Linked DNA regions of Arabidopsis thaliana: region 1 is linked to region 2. A link is a contact called in public ChIA-PET data. All regions are on one chromosome and are shown on one strand. The core of a region is the stretch at or near the end of the contact, and the rest is flanking DNA. Distances in the headings are between cores, read along the strand shown. Region 1 holds the start of AT5G53420 (CCT motif family protein). Region 2 holds the start of AT5G53330 (Ubiquitin-associated/translation elongation factor EF1B protein).

Region 1 (2,700 bases), core at 8-2,507, 34 kb after region 2:
CTAACGTCAAGAACTTTGGGATTAAATTTAAATTTATAGGAAAGAATGGACTTAAGTAAGGAGATAATATTTGCAGCTATATATTTGACAATGGATCATGTCATCATACATTTTTTTGTCAACTCTTAAAATCTTAATTCAAGAAATGTTTTTTTTTTTCTTTTGTTTTAATCTGTTTTTGTCAATATTAAAACCCTATTTTGTACACCAGGGTCATTTTCATTGAGTAAAATTCTTAAAAACTTCAAAAGTTTATGTTGTTGGCAAAGGAAATACGTAAGCGTGTAATATGTACAGTTGGAATAGTGTTTTTGCTAAAAAGAAAAGAACCATATGATTGAAACAATGGAATATATAAAAAGACATGTGATAAAATAAAATACAAAAATAGTCAAGAACAGTTTAATGGATTTTCCTTGCAAGTCGTCATGCTCATGAACCTGTTTTAATTGCATGCTTACATATAAAAATAATTAACTCAAAACTCAAATAAGATCAAACAAAATATCAAACTTTTGATACAAATTTAACTGTCTTATATCCTTGACAAAAAAAAAAAAAAAAAAAAATTTAACTGTCTTATATCTTGGTTCTTAATCCCTTGTGAATAACCATAATTAGTTGCTAGAAACACCTTGCAAATTTCATAATCAAAGTGATTCCTAATTTATGTGCGAACAGAATATTAATAGTTGTAAGCAATGCAAAAACAATACCAAAACGATTATTCTTGATGAAAAGATGGAAAAAAGCTAAGCACAACTAATGTTCAAATTTCTAAAATTAGTTAGGCAGTAATCTGGCATTTAAACATGGTGTAATACCTAGTAAGCCAATCAGAGATTAATTGGAATTTTGTTTTTCCCGTATTCTCGTTTTTATTGTAATTTTACCACTTCTAGCCATTTATAAATATTCAAAATTAAAAAAAAAAAATATCTTGTAGGACTTTATTTTTTTTGGAGTTTTAAAGTTCACTGATAATTTAACCAATTTAGCCAAAATTAAAATATTTGAATGTTTTGATAAATTTTTAACATTTCGTTTTCCAAACATGTAAATTTGAAATCGATACATTTACAAGATTAGCACAAACCATTATGCTAAAGTTTTAGTCGGTGCAACATATATAAATATGAAAAAATAAACTATTGAATATATACACAACAAAAGACAATTTCTCTATTATTATGTTGAGAAAAAAATCTTTTTAGATTAAATAATAGTAATGGCTTTATGGGCTTTTTACTCTATCGTGTCCACAGTACCCCCAACTAAACAAAAAGAAATTGTTAAAGAGCTCTCTCTCTCTCTCTTTCATAAAAAGGCAAGAGGAGAGCCAAGTACCAAACTTTTTCCTTCAGGGTTTTCCTCTCAAAATCCCAACTTGGCCTCTGTTTTTGCTTTCTTTTATGTTCTCTTCTTCTCTAAAAACCATCTCATACTTCCAAGAATTTCTCTCACAAAGACCAAGAACTCAAAATGTATCAAGATTCTGGATTAATGCTCCGTTACATGCAAAACTGTCCCCCAGATATTCAACAATTCGAAGACCTCTTCAAATCATACAAACTCTCCGATGAAATGGTCTCACTTTTCTTTCAATTCTGTTTTTTTCAATTCATTACATTTGATTACAGATCTTTCTTCTTTTTCTTTACTTGAGATTGGTTTTCAATTTTTAAACACTTTGTTTTGGTTAAAGATTCTGATAGGTTTTTTTTTTGTCTTTTGATGTAACTAGTCTTCTTTGTTCCTCTTTTTCTTGGTTTACGAAGTTAAAATTTGTCCACTAGTGAAGTGGTTTTTGTGGTGTTTAAGTGTTAAGTAGCTAACTTTTTTTTTTCTGGTGAAATTTTTGTAGCCACTTGATGAGATATTTTGGTTCCGCTGACATGAGCAAAATGTGTTTTTGGCTGCTGAGAAAGTTGAGTAAGAAAAAATTAGGTTTTTTCAAAGGAATAAAAACGGAATCTTTTTTCTGCTGCAAAAAGCCAAAATTTTCTTTTCCATTGAAAAAAGGAGTTTTCTTGGGACACCAAAGAAAGTCTCTCTTTTTTGTTTGTGGGTTTTGATTTTGATAATGGGAATTTGCTCCTTTTTCACATGAGATTCCGTGTTCTTCAAGACTTGTTCTGTTCTGATTTATAAAACTATAGAATTGGTTTTGTGTTATTTAATTGGCTCTTTCTTCTCAAAAATCAATACTCCACTAAAGAAAGAAGAAGATTCTTTTTTCTCTTACCCTTTTTGAACGAATCCACTCAACAAAAAGATCTATGTTTCACTGTCTGAATGTCTCTAACTATGTTCTGTCTTGTGTGGTCACTGATTCGATGTTACTTATGATTGTCCTTTTTTTTGCAGAACAACACTTTTGTTGAGTCATCAAACATATCTGAGTATGATATTGGAGAAGAAAGTGATCTTTTTAGAGCTCCTGATCCAATTCTTGAAGAACCAATCTTAACCGTTGATCCACTCTCTGCTGCTTTGACTATGATCTCTTGTGGTGAAGACACTTCACAAGGTCTTTGTGAGCTTCCTGATCTTGGTTCATTGCAGAGTGGTCAACAGCTTCTTGACAAAGCTTTTTATGAATGTGAGCAAGATCTTATGATGAAATCAGCTATGGAGTCTCCATTCTCTGATGTTTTAGACATCAAGAACATCTCTGTTGTGACGACAATCAATGAGAAC
Region 2 (2,700 bases), core at 88-2,587:
ACTACCATTAAACCGATTATTAGAGAGATCAAGAACTTGTAGACGCTCCCAAGAAGATAAATCAGAAGGCAAAGGACCCGAAAACTCGTTGAAGTCGAGTTTAAGCTCTGTCAAGTTCTTCAAAGCTTGTAAAGTTGTAGGAAAAGTTCCAGAGATGTTGTTGGAACTAAGAATGAGAAACCGAAGATTGCTTAACCTGGCGATGATGCTTAACTCTATATCCCCGCGTAGACCCGTGGCTGCTAAATGAAGAGCGTCAACACTGGAATGATCGGAGTTGCAAGTAACACCGGTCCATTTGGTACATATAGAAAGACTTGGTGACCAGTTGAGTGAATGAGAGTGATTGATGTTGTTAACGAATTGAAGAAGAGTGTGTTTATCTTCTTTGATCGTCTCTGCTTCTATGCAGACGTTGAAGATTACTACGATGAGTATCAAAACAACTTGGCACTTCATTTTCTTAATTAGGGTGGAGAAAAAACTGGTTTTAAGAGTAAAGTGGCGTTTATAATAATGGATGAAGATGAAGAAGTGAGATTAGTTAGATATATAATAAGTTTACAATTATTGACTTTTGTGGAGCTATATTGTAAGAATTATTCAATAGGTTTAATTTTGTTTTATCAGTGTGTATTATAACGAAAGTGGGTTGCTTTAGGTTAATGTTAGGTTCGGCGAGTTGTTGACTTGATGCATAACAACTCTGTTTTTGTTTTTGTTTGCTGAGAAAATCACGGTGAAAGCTACTTGAATTTTCAAAGTTACTTTTTTTTTCTGGACAATATTTTTCAACATTTGAACTTTGATTTTTGTTGTGTATAACCTAAGTAGTGTCTTGTAGCAGTTGAAATTAGAAAAAGTGAGTTTCATGGTTCATGCTAATTGTCGAGTCTCTCTCCTTATCCACTCACCTTCCTTAAGTCGTGTATTGTAACAGTTGAAATTAGAAAAAGAGAGTTTCATGGTTCATCCTAAGATTTGCATAGTTTTGTGGGAACATAGTCTATTATCAAAACACCCGTTTAACACATATTGTTCCAAAAAAACACACACATATTGTTGACAAAAAAAAAATCAGTATTTTTGATCTGATCTATATAAACATAAGTATACAGCAAAGTGGTTCTCATTTTTGCTCTGGTTCCGGCATGTGGATGATAATGTATGGGCCTTAATGGCCCAATTCAAAAAGAAAAAAAACTGAAAACAAAAACAAGATCAAGTCAAAGCTGGAGAAGGATACACTAATCCACATATCCAAACAGATCTGATCTCCTTGAAGACTTCTTCTTCCAATTTCCTTCTTATTCTTTTCTGCAAATTCTTCTTCAAACTAGAAAACAAACACACAACAATGGATTACGATTACAGAAACAAGTCTGGTGGTCCTTCTTACCCTCGACCTATGTATGGACCTCCATCAACATCTCCTTCTCCGTCATCTAACCATCCTATGTACGGTTACCCTAAGATCGGTCAACAAACCGGTCCCGGCCCACAGTTTTTCTCTCCGCCGGAGAGAAACTCTTCGTTTCAACATAACACTTCTCCTTCATGTAAGTCTTGTTCTGATCTCGAATTTGGTTTTACGCGAATTTGATTAGTAATTGGTTTTGATCGTTGAATTTGATTTTGGTAGCTGGAATAGGAATCAGAGTGAATTTGAAGCCTGAGTATCGGATTACTCCGCCGGTAAGATTTTGTATGTTTGATCTTTAAACTCTGTGATTGAAGATTTGAAGTAGTTTTACATTGTATTTGCAAATTGTTGTAGCCTCAGTTGTTGCCTCGAGTAGGAGATATTCATCGGAGTAGTTTTCAGTTCGATTTCGGATTAGAGAGGAAAGTTCTCGCGGAGGCAGAGAAAGATAATCCAGATTGGAGTAAATTTGGGAGTGAGAATCCACCGGCTAAGTTTCATGAACCATCACCTTCTTCAGTGGTATGGCTCTTCTTAAAATCTATGGAAGCATTTTAAAGTTAGGCTGAGGTGGTTAATAGCATCATCGTATAGTATCGATGTGTTCTCTAGAAGAACAAGTGTGAATCATCATCGATGAACGTAGTTAACCGGAACAGAATGGAAGCTTTGTAGATGGCACCAATGTATAGTGTCAATGTGAGGTCTAGGAAGAACAAGTGTGGATCATCACACGGGAACAGAATGGAAGCTTTGTTGAGTTAGACGATTAATGGCACTAAACTATAGTATCAATTGTGATGTCTAGGATGAATTGTTGTGGATCATCTATGTATTAACTTAAAAATGCGAATTGGGTGAAGATCTTGTAGATTTGTGCATTACAGTGTATGATCGTTATATATGCATTATTCTCGTTAATAAGTGATTCCAAATGCAGGGTCAAATGCAGGGTGTAGATCATGTAGTGATGAAATATACTGCTTCTGGGCTCAACAGAGAAGCTGTCAACATAGCTGTTGCAAACTATGGTGATAATCCCACAAAGGTGATTTATCTTCATCCCTTCACTATAGATTTTATTCTTGTATTAGCTAATGAAGCTTATACGGATTCTAACTAGTGGTTATAGCGATCATATATACTTTTGAGTCCGTCCATCATTTAAAACCGTGATCAACTATCAGTTAAATTTGTGGATCTTTGAATTGACAAACCAGCTTGCTTCTTCATTCTTTCCCCCAAAGGAGAATCTAATCACAGTTTTTACGCGTTTT

Evidence for each region. ChIA-PET counts read pairs in DNA pulled down with a chosen protein or histone mark.
Region 1: a contact with region 2 is called in an H3K4me3 ChIA-PET map of shoot, with 12 read pairs. The contact joins the promoter of AT5G53420 here to the promoter of AT5G53330 in region 2. A contact is called at or near these places in 8 of 26 Hi-C or Micro-C datasets (cotyledon, leaf, root and 3 more) and 1 of 2 datasets of contacts at active chromatin or transcription factors (shoot).

What each region holds. Positions count from the first base shown.
Region 1 is chr5:21,672,201-21,674,900 of TAIR10.1, forward strand. AT5G53420 (CCT motif family protein) reads left to right here and starts at 1,258. Exons shown (of 4, transcript NM_124721.4): 1 at 1,258-1,587; 2 at 2,368-2,700. The coding sequence starts at 1,483.
Region 2 is chr5:21,637,879-21,640,578 of TAIR10.1, forward strand. It overlaps AT5G53330 (Ubiquitin-associated/translation elongation factor EF1B protein), which reads left to right and starts at 1,338. Exons shown (of 5, transcript NM_124712.3): 1 at 1,338-1,559; 2 at 1,643-1,695; 3 at 1,778-1,945; 4 at 2,364-2,471. The coding sequence starts at 1,358. AT5G53320 (Leucine-rich repeat protein kinase family protein) reads right to left here and starts at 520. Exons shown (of 2, transcript NM_124711.4): 1 at 1-520. The coding sequence starts at 459.